2 separate regions of the Sus scrofa genome follow, and region 1 is linked to region 2. Evidence: chromatin contacts called from public HiChIP or PLAC-seq data. All regions are on one chromosome and are shown on one strand. The core of a region is the stretch at or near the end of the contact, and the rest is flanking DNA. Distances in the headings are between cores, read along the strand shown.

Region 1 (4,848 bases), core at 1,623-4,122, 360 kb after region 2:
TCCCTGGCCTTGCTCAGTGGGTTAAGGATCTGGCGTTGCCGTGAGCTGTGGTGTAGGTCACTGACTCAGCTTGGATCCTGCATTGCTGTGGCTCTGGCGAAGGCTGGTGGCTATAGCTCTGATTAGACCCCTAGCCTGGGAACCTCCACATGACATGGGAGTGGCCCTAGAAAAGGCAAAAAAAAGACAAAAAAAAAAAAAAAAAAAAAAGAAGTTTCCAGGCCACGGATCAAACCAAGCCACAGCAGTGACAACACCAGGTCCTTAACATGCTGAGCCACCAGGGAACTCCTATCCTTACTCTTTTGAACCAGGCTTATGTCAAAGAAGATGGCATCTGTGGTTTGATCATTTCACTGATCTGATCATTTCATGTTACCATGTTTGAAATGACTGGGTCAACAGGGAGAGAGGTTGGCCTTTTAGTGAGCTGTCAGTCTGCCAGACTTTGTGACTTGCCTTCCGCACTGACTCATTCCCTGACCTTGATCGAGTCCCTGAGCATTCCCTATGGCTTCCGACATTCTCCATTCACAAAATGTGAATCACTGTGGTATCAGTTCCCTTTGGGAAACTAGAGATACAATTTACTCCATCATGTGTTCCGACTAATATTGTCATTTACTATCTGCTCTCCTGTACGTCTTCACTGGAGTTGAGTTTCAGAGATCGTCTCTATCCAGGGTCCATTTGTAAAAATAAACACTGAAAGAGATACGCAAAGAAATAAGTAGCTAATTAGTCCCCCCTTTGAAAGCACAAATGAAAGCTGCTAGGAAGGGTCACCCTGAGAGGATGGAGGAGCCTAAAAGACATGGAGACTTTTAAATCCCTGCCTGGAGGTCCCAGGCCCACATGGGTCCTCCAAGCCACAGAGCAGAGGCTGAGCTGCAAGACTGGGATTGTCCTGAATTCCTGCATCAGACTCAGATCTTGACCCCCTAAAGAACCATCACTGTCCCATATGCTTGCCACTTTTTGCATGCACACACACACACACACACACACACACTCCCCCATGGGAAAGCAGCTCCCAATTCAACACCTCGCCCAGCCTGGTACCACTTGAAAAGTAACACACGTACGTTTCCCTTAAAAATCGTTTTACCAGATATCGCAGCGTTTTTCCCTGAAGAAGGAAGATATCGCCGCATAGTTTCCAAGTGAAATCGTTTTAAATGTCCTACATTTGGGCTATTCACAGAGGCTAATATTTGAATCCACTTGGGAGACTGTGTCCCCGATTCCAATGCAATCGTCATGACCAGCAGGGCCTGGGAGACCTTCGAGGTCAATATTCGTTTGCACAAATCGCGTACCAGATGGACTTAAGTGATACACGGGTGTGAGTCTGTTTTCACGAAGCAGTACTTACAGCATATGGCAAGAGGCAGGGACACTTTCCTAATGTCCCATCCTTGGGAAGACTACAGAAAGCCACCATGGGCATGATGGCCCCATTCACACATTCTCTCCCCCACTCACTGGAATCCCCTCCCTCTTCTTCCCAGTCTGCATTTGACCAGTGACATTGCAAACACCTTCTGCCTTTATCACCATGAGAAGCCTTGGTTGAGAAGGACCCAGTGAGGTCATGTCCCATATGCCCATTAAACTGAGCATCCAAGAGCCAGAAGGCAGCCTGCTGGTGGCACAGAGAGAGAGACTGAAGTGATGCCCAAGATATTCAGTTAACCACCCCAATCCTCACTGAGATAACTGTAGTTAATTGGGGGGTGAGGGGGAAATCCTCTATGAAAAGGGCAGAGTGCAAATAGGATAAGAACTATGGCTTCCCATTTTACTTTTTCCTTTTGCCTTAAAATTCTAATGCTGGTATTAAATTAGCAGCATTTTGTCATCTTCATTTTTCATATGCCAGGCATTTGTTCCCTTAAACACCAAACAGAAAAGAAAAAAAAAAAAGCTACTCTATATAGAAATACATAGTTAACTGTCCAAGGAACAAACTACACTTAACCCTATTTATCAGGCTCCCCCCCTCCCAAAAAAAACTAAACAAAAACAAAAATAAAAACAACACACTACGCGTGTATGAAACTGTGGACCAAGATAGTTAAGGCAAAGAGTTCGTGACATTTTATTCGCCATGCTCAAACAGAAAACAAATTTTTGATTGCTTATATGTTCTGAAGTGTTTCCTGCCTACATATCCTCAGAAGTCCCAGGAGCTTTCCTGGACACATGGAAAATTTCAAGTTGAGCCATTTTTAAGTTATCCATGAGTGAAGGGCGGAGGGGGGGGGGGAGCGCGGACAGCACATGGAGTGGGAGTTCGAATTTGTCATAAAGGAAGAGAAAAGTTATTTTGTCCTTTCTTTCCTTTTCCTGAGTCACTGGACAATGGCTGAACAGACTTTGCCCGAGATTTTTATTTTTCAGAAAGAAGCGCATCACCCTTGTGCTGCAGCCAAGGATGAACGTATGTGGTGTGTTCTACATGAGTGAGCACCAGGGGATTCTGAAGGCAGATCTACATGTAACTGTAAAAGCAGCCTTACCAGACGCAAATCAGATCGCACATCATAACGACAAATAACTGTAAGGAGAGTAAAGCCAGCATGGACCTAATATCCATCATCCAAAAAAGATTTTTAAAAAATTTTGAAAGCGCTTAACACAGAAATAACCACCAAGGAAGTGGAGAGCCTTTACTGAGGGGCAAACACAGCAAAAGCCTGGCAACTGGATGTGGACTGGGTCTCGTGCCTTCCAGTCGTGATTCTAAACACGGGCCCCCAAAATAAAGAGTTCTGAGATGCTTCACAAGTGGCATCCGTGTGGTACGTCTACTAGAGTCTAGCAGGTCGTGTGCCAGTGACAGGCGGGCAGAGCGGTACAGCAAGCCTGGCGTGTTTACTGGAGAGGAGCTGAACGGCTCGGGAGAGGACAAGGGCCAAAACCGTTTTGCAGGGAAACACCCCACTCAGAAATTTAGTCCCTGGCTTCGTGTCATGAATCTCCCATAAATATCTGAGGAGGTTGCCGACGTCCGAGAGCCAAGAGGAAAAACATGCATTCAGAGAACGAGCCAGAAGAGCCAGAACATGGAATAATCATCTCACTGGCCGTCCTCCACCTCAGATATTGCTGCCCGAGACTCTGGTTACGAAGGAACGAGAAAATGGACGAGAGCGGCTGCCTAGCCAGCAAGGGAAGGAACTTTGCTCTGATAAATAAACTTGTCACGGAGATAGGCCACACATCAGAAAGGAAAGGGGGGCGGGGGGGGGGAGCTTGGATGGATTGCGGGGGTGGGGGGGTGCGGCTGGGGTGATGGAGTCTTCCCGTCTCCCATCTCAGCTGGTCCAGGAGGCAGGGGAAACCAAATATTGGCATTGTCTGGCCCAGGCGATTTTTCCCCTTCTCATAATATAACTTTGTGAATATGTTGAAGCGAGTGTCTGCTGTTATTGGTCTAATGAGCTAACTCTGAAATCTGAGCTAAAGACAGCTCCCTAGTGGCTACTCACTGTTCCACAGACAGAAAGGAAACTCCTTTCAGGGGCCCATCAGGGCGAACCACTGCTGACAGCTTGGAACGGCACGACACACAGATTTATTTCACAGACAGCCACAGACAGGAATTTAGCACCCTGTGCTGGCCTCCTGCTTAGTGGAGAAGGTGTTAAAATGCAACCATGCAGAGCTCTCCCTTGAACAAAACCCAGTAGCAACTAATCAAGCGGTCACCCGTCCCCCCGGCAGAAAATTCTGGGCGCGGAGCAGCTGAGCGCCCCATCCTGACAGCTGCTGCCAGGGCGCCCGCTGCAGCTTGAGAGCTGCCTCGGAAATCGCCAAATATTTTGCCTGACCTTTCAACTTACAAATTAATTGATTTCTAAACAACGGCAAATGTTATTTATTTATTTATGACATCTCGGAAAGCCTGCTCGAGGGAAGGGCACGTCGCCTTTGAGAATATTCCCTGAGGCCTGCAGAGGCATCAGACCCCAAGGGTGGTGGTTCTCACTGCCCCTCCTCAGTGCCCCTTGTGGGGATGCAGAGCTCAGAGGCACTGAGGCATAGACATTTACCGGCCCACGCTCCGCCAGTCTGTAACATTGTGTTACCTGCATGAAATAAGCATGTCACCTTTGTTTTATGCGTCTATGTGTGTGCATATATATGTATTTATTCGTGTGTGTAGATATATGTAAATATGCATGTGTGTGTGTATATAAAATTATAAGATATTCGTGTATACATGCATATACATCTCCAAGGTAGCCTCTACCTTCAGGTTTGTAACAAAAGTTACCAACCTTCTCCCCACCACTGCACACCCTAAACAAGCAGTGGTCAGTTCATCAGCTGAGCTACTTAGGGATAAAGGCAAACTACATTTATTAAAGCAACTGAAACTGCATCCTGGTAACCGGAGGTTGTTCCCTAGGAAATTGCATACTGGTGGTGATATAGTTTATATTGATTATTTGGCTAATCTCGTTCGCACTCACCCATGCTACAGTTTCTCCTTTTTAGGTTGTGTTTCGGAAACAACCAACTTGTTCTGGTAAAAGGAGGAGAAGGAAGGGGAACAGGAGAAGAAACATTTTCCTTGCCTATTTTCTGGGCTGCGAACATGTTCCCAGCTCTCTCATTTTAAGTACCTTTTTTTCATTCTGTCTCTTTAGGACCACACCCAAGGCATATGGAGGTTCCCAGGCAAGGGGTCGAATCGGAGCTGTAGCCTCTGGCCTGTGTCATAGCCACGTCAACACTAGATCCGAGCCATGTCTGCCCCCTACACCACAGCTCATGGCAAGGCTGGATCCTTAACCCACTGAGTGAGGCCATGGATTGAACTCACGTCCTTATGGATAC
Region 2 (5,227 bases), core at 1,823-4,322:
CCACAAGTGTTCAGCATAGTGAAAATGGACTGTGAGAGCCACGGGCACTGCTGGCTGCCAGTTGGGGATTTATGTCCTTCCTGCAGCTCCCCCTGCTTTTGCTCTTGGGAAACTCAGAGTGCAGTTTGGGAAGGGCAGAACTTTGCATGGCTCTTTTCTTTTTCCATGCATTTTTTTTTTAAAGTTGAAATATATTTGACATATCAGGTGTAAGTTTAAAGCGTACAGCATGTTGATTTGACACATTTGTACATCGCAGTATGATTGCCGTTGTCGAGTTAGCTAACACCTCCATCATGTCACATCATTATCATTTCTTTTTCATGGAGGGAAGAATTAAGATCCAGTCTCTAAGCCAGTCGTATGCTTATATCCGTATAGTATTTGTTAAACTGATCTTAATGCCAGATCTCTTAGCCCCGACCTTAGAGCTGCACGGTTCCTTTTTTTGGTCATTGAACTTGAGGGCAGAAAAGAATGTATTTGCAGCTTCCTATCAAGAACACTCCAGAGCCTCCTAAGAGAAATGTCTCTTCCCAGTTCCCTTCCATAGCATAAGCTGGTGCCTCAAACACAGCCCAAGCGGGAACTCCCCAGGGGAAGTGCAGTGTAACTAGCCACTCACACACTCTTAGGGTGGGTTGCCTTGCCCCAAAGACGTCTGATTTAAGCTAAAAGGAAGTCAAAGTCGAAGCTGAGGGATCAATTGCCCAGAGACTCCAGGCTTCGTAGAGCAAGTATTCCTTGCAGAGACCTCTGGGCTGCTTGGCGTAGATACGGCAACCTGAACTTGGCCCCCGTCTCAGAGTGCATATGGCGTTCCAATATACCATACTGCGCATGGGGAAAATATTTATGGGATAATAAATGTGAGCAAGGCATGTTTGCGCTCTGTGCATAATTGGCAGTAGAATGTATAGATGAACTGATTCCTTATTTTCCCCTCCAAGGAGCTGTGGCCAGATGTCCTCTCAGGCACGCCTAGGAGCGCAGTCTTTAACTCCACTCCCGGGCGAGGGATGAGGCTGGGGGAACAGGGCACTGTTAACGGGCTTAGGACTAAGGCTCGTAAAGGACACAGGGACTTCCATGTGTGGTCTGGCTGAACAATGAACACGGATTTTTTTTTTTCCTTTAAAAATGGGTCATATATTTTTTATATATAGAGTGTGGATCAGCCCTGTGAAACAGGCTATATGTAGACCCTTACAAGTACCGAGAAGAATGTTGGGGGGATACGACCATTGTTTTGGCAAATACGACAGAAATCCAGGGGAAGTTGCCTAATTCAGATCAACTTCTGTTTGCCATGTAAACTCATCGTTCAGGGGTTTTGAGGCAACAAATGCAGAAAGTACATTTTCAACCATAAACTACATTGGCTACTATGGGATCATCCCAACATTACTGGAGTGTTATCAAATAATTATTGTGCCTTTCTTTGTAAAGAGCCCAGAGAACAATTGAAAAAAATACCCCCCCCCAAAAGAAATCCAAAGGTTAGATTAAATAATCCACTTTTAGTAACTGTTGCACAAGTATCTTACAGAGGGGGCAGATTCATTGGGTAAAAGAAATATTGATGTTCAAGTATCATTCGTGTTGTTGTGCAAATTTTTAAATACAATTGAAAACCAAGGTTGCATTTATTTTTTGTGGAAGAAGTCTCCTGTAGTTTGCCTGCCTGCCTGCTATTGTTCTGCAGTGGGTAGATTTTCCTTCACATTCTTTTTGCATCATTGTAACAGACAAGTCTAAGACACTGTCTAATGTTAATGCTACACGCTGCTGCCAATTATAATCAGAGCTAGTCAAAATAAACAAATTAAACAAATAAACATGTCAGAACAGCTCCAAGTTAGCAAAAATAAGCCAAGTCTGAACTCTCCCAGTGTTTTCGGCATGAGTGATGGGCTGTGGGTTGTAAAACGCTCCATAACATTTTTTCACCTTTGCTAGGGGGACGGTGGGTCAGTTTAGAATTACAGTGCCGCTGGACGTTGAGGAAGGGGTCTGCGACTGAAACCAAATCAAACCCAAATGTTGCTGGCTTCACGGAGGGTAGTAATGATCTGCCGCATGCTCTAAATGCTTTATAAAAAAAAAAAAGAAGGAAAGAAAGGAAAAGCAGTTGATTCTTTGCTGACGTGACGCCAGAGCCCCTAAATCACGGGAAAGGTTGAACACAACGCAGGTGAAAGTAGACCAAAGGCGGAGGTGCATTTCAACGTGAAACATACTGTCCCTGTGACATTTCCCCATCAGCACATTTAAAATACTGGGCAATTAAGTTAGAAAGCTCCATTGGCTTCAAGAAGGAATATAAAAGATGACTTTGCTACCCAAATAGGATATCTCAGCCAGAGCTTGGAATAATGAGAGGGGTCTGAGGTAGAAGTTGCGTGTGTTTGGAGTGGTATGTGAACCTATAAAAATATGGAGAGAGGTTAGGGGAGAAGCCTGTCACTCCGGCAGGTGGTTCTCGTAAAAAGGTGATCTCTTGAAGCTCTAGACATTTAGGAATATCTACACCCATTCCTGGGATGCTGGCCACAAAGCAGGTGATTTGGTGTTCTTCATCCGACAAATACCGATCTGGCACCAACCCCATGCCAGGCGCAGGGCAGCAAAGGTGAGCAGGGCTCAGCCCGGGCCTTTGAGGCATCTCCCTTGGTCCCCACCGGGAAGCTGAGATGCAGGGTATCAGAGGGAGGTGGGTGATGGGCAGCAGAGGAGAGCAAGGGAGACCAGGCTCTGACGTCCCTTACTATTCCATCTCACCTTGCACTTGTCAGGGAAGAGGATTTGGGTGAGGTGATCCTCCAACGAGAGAGGCTTTGCCAAAGAGAGAGCGGAGCGACGTTCGCCCCCCGCAGAAGACTGCAGATGACTTCTCTGTCTCCCATGGCTTGTGTTTTTAATGTGCCCGGTGTTTGGAAGGAGAAGGGGCGGGTGGGGGGGTGGAAATTGTGGTGCCTTTGAAATGTTGTTTTCTGAGGACAGTATATAGAATCTTGGTTATTAACAACCTCTCACAAGACAGTTATTTTTGGAGTGGCCTCTTAGGAGGCAACCTCTTGGAAGTGAACTCATTTATTTTGCGTCTCACTGTCCTGCCATTTCCTGCGGAGAGAGGGGAAAAGTGAAACCACATGTTTTGAGGAGCGAACGGAGGAAATCCCTCCGAAGACAAATGACGACTCCTCTCCCCTGGCAATTAGTCAAACCTGGGCTTCAGGCCAGCCCAGGTGTTCCCGACTGTGTATAAATTTGCCAAAGAACAATGAAAATAGCAGCTGATTGTGCTGACAGATTCTTCTGGTAATTTCCTGTTGTTTGGCATCTTCAGGTTACTTTCCCACAATTACGGCTGCTGATGAAGTCCGGGGCCCTTCGAAGTCATTTTCCAACTCTCTCCTTGCCCCTTTCTGTCATCCCACCAGCATGCAGCCTCTTACCCCCAACCTGAAAGAAACGAGACAATCAAAATGTGAAACCAAGTGCAAAAAATATTTCCAGAGTTGTGGCTACATCCCCCCCTTTCCCAGATGTTTGAATTTAATCCCCTTGCAAAATACATATTTTAATGAGTCTGAATTTAAAAGAAGGGGGAAAATGATTTGCACCTGCATCATATAGAGTTTCTTGGCAACCATGCTCTGGGATTCAAGTTCCTTTTGATTCTCCAACGTACAAGTTGGAAGGTTTCCTTGTGTTGTCCAGAAATATCTAATCGCAGTGAAGCTGGGTCAGCTGGGGCTGCTGCTGAGAGAGATTGCACTCCAGCTGAGCAGTGACCAAGAGGGGCAGCCCCGGACAAGACTGGGCGTCATTTTGATGTCCCTTGCCTAAAAAGAAGTGCCTTAGCTTCACTACTGCTCCCTGGTCCCACTGGTCAACGGAAGAAAGTGAAACTACTCTTGTGGGTGGGTGGAAGTTATATTTGTACCCAAAGCATTTGGGGGTGAAGTGAAAATAAGGGGAATTGCACAATTTTCTCAAATCTTCACATTATCCAATCTGTCAGAAGCTATGCATATTTTCTTGGTTAGAGCAACTATGTAAAAGATTTTTTTTTTTTTTTTTTGGAGGGGATAGGGAGCTGAAACTATTGTTGAGAAGCTGCCAAGAAGCTGGTTTCTTTCTCTTCACTCCCCCCTCTCCTGGCCCCTCAAACCCCCAGAGGAGGGAGTCAACGTGAACACTGCAATGTGGGTTTGCAAGAGTTGTGTAGGATATATTAGACTAGAGCGTAATGTATTGAATTTTTCTAAACAGGGCTTCGTGTCCCCTATTAATCAGGACTTCTAGCCAGGAGAACTGCAAACCAAATAAAAAATTCCGGGATAATCCACGGCATTTGAGAAGAGGGTAGATCTCGGAACCTATCACATCTGACAAATGTTCTTGGGATTGGCTTTGAAATGACTGTCAGTCTCTGCCGTTCTGGATATGCTTTTGCTAAGAAGGCTGCATTTCTTTTTGTTTTAAGGTGAGAATTGTGGAAAAAACTCACTGAACATAGGCAAAGTCAGAAGGCAACTGAAAATCATTTTCCTAGGTTCCTGGACCTCTTAAAAATAACAACAAAACATCCAAGTGGAGGTAAAGTTGGAGGATGTCAGAAATGACACAGGACATGGAAAGTGCTGGTTATTTGTGACTTCTTGATAACTCTTCCACTTGCATTCACATATTCTGTTACCAAATGTTTGGGGGTGTTGATAAAGGGCACTAGTTTTCTAAGTTTTCAGAAAGATGCCTTTAATTCAGGTTATTTTTCTGTTCCCTTCATGAAGAAAGCTACTCATTTACTCATTTTTTATTCATTAATCCATTCATTCATTAATTTACAATTAGTTGAACACCCTCTATGTGTTGGACATAGTTCACATATTTCACCTACACTGCTGACCATAGTTTGACCTCCCCTCTCCATGTCTGAAATCCTACTCACCCATGAGGTCCAAGTTAATTAGTACCTCCTCCATGCAGTCTTCCTTTCTTCGTGTCCTAGTCCTTATTAATCTTCATTTTCTCTAACTGTCCACAGCACGCATTCATTCATTCAAACATATTCAGTGAACACTCAGGATGTGCCTTGTGCCAGGGGGAGTGAATGCCACCTTGGTTAAGATAATCCTGGCTTCTGGCCTCACAGATCTTAAAGTAGAATCGTGGTAACAGCCAGTTAAACAGATCCTTACAATATGGCGACTAAATCTTG

Evidence for each region. HiChIP or PLAC-seq counts read pairs in DNA pulled down with a chosen protein or histone mark.
Region 1: an H3K27ac HiChIP or PLAC-seq map of skeletal muscle shows a contact between it and region 2, with 8 times the contacts expected there. The contact joins two enhancer-like sites. A contact is called at or near these places in 2 of 47 Hi-C or Micro-C datasets (embryonic fibroblasts and heart right ventricle) and 1 of 2 datasets of contacts at active chromatin or transcription factors (skeletal muscle).

Annotation. Positions count from the first base shown.
Region 1 is chr14:9,983,614-9,988,461 of Sscrofa11.1, forward strand. All of the region lies in intron 6 of EBF2 (transcription factor COE2), which reads right to left. Among named protein-coding and RNA genes, the nearest start is that of EBF2, 42 kb to the right of the region's middle. Within about 2 kb of position 2,873, at least 13 of the 83 cell types and tissues checked have an H3K27ac peak or open chromatin away from gene starts, as enhancers often do. A contact at or near this core is called in skeletal muscle, where this site is marked.
Region 2 is chr14:9,620,554-9,625,780 of Sscrofa11.1, forward strand. No RefSeq gene overlaps it. Among named protein-coding and RNA genes, the nearest start is that of CDCA2, 110 kb to the left of the region's middle. Within about 2 kb of position 3,073, at least 6 of the 83 cell types and tissues checked have an H3K27ac peak or open chromatin away from gene starts, as enhancers often do. A contact at or near this core is called in skeletal muscle, where this site is marked.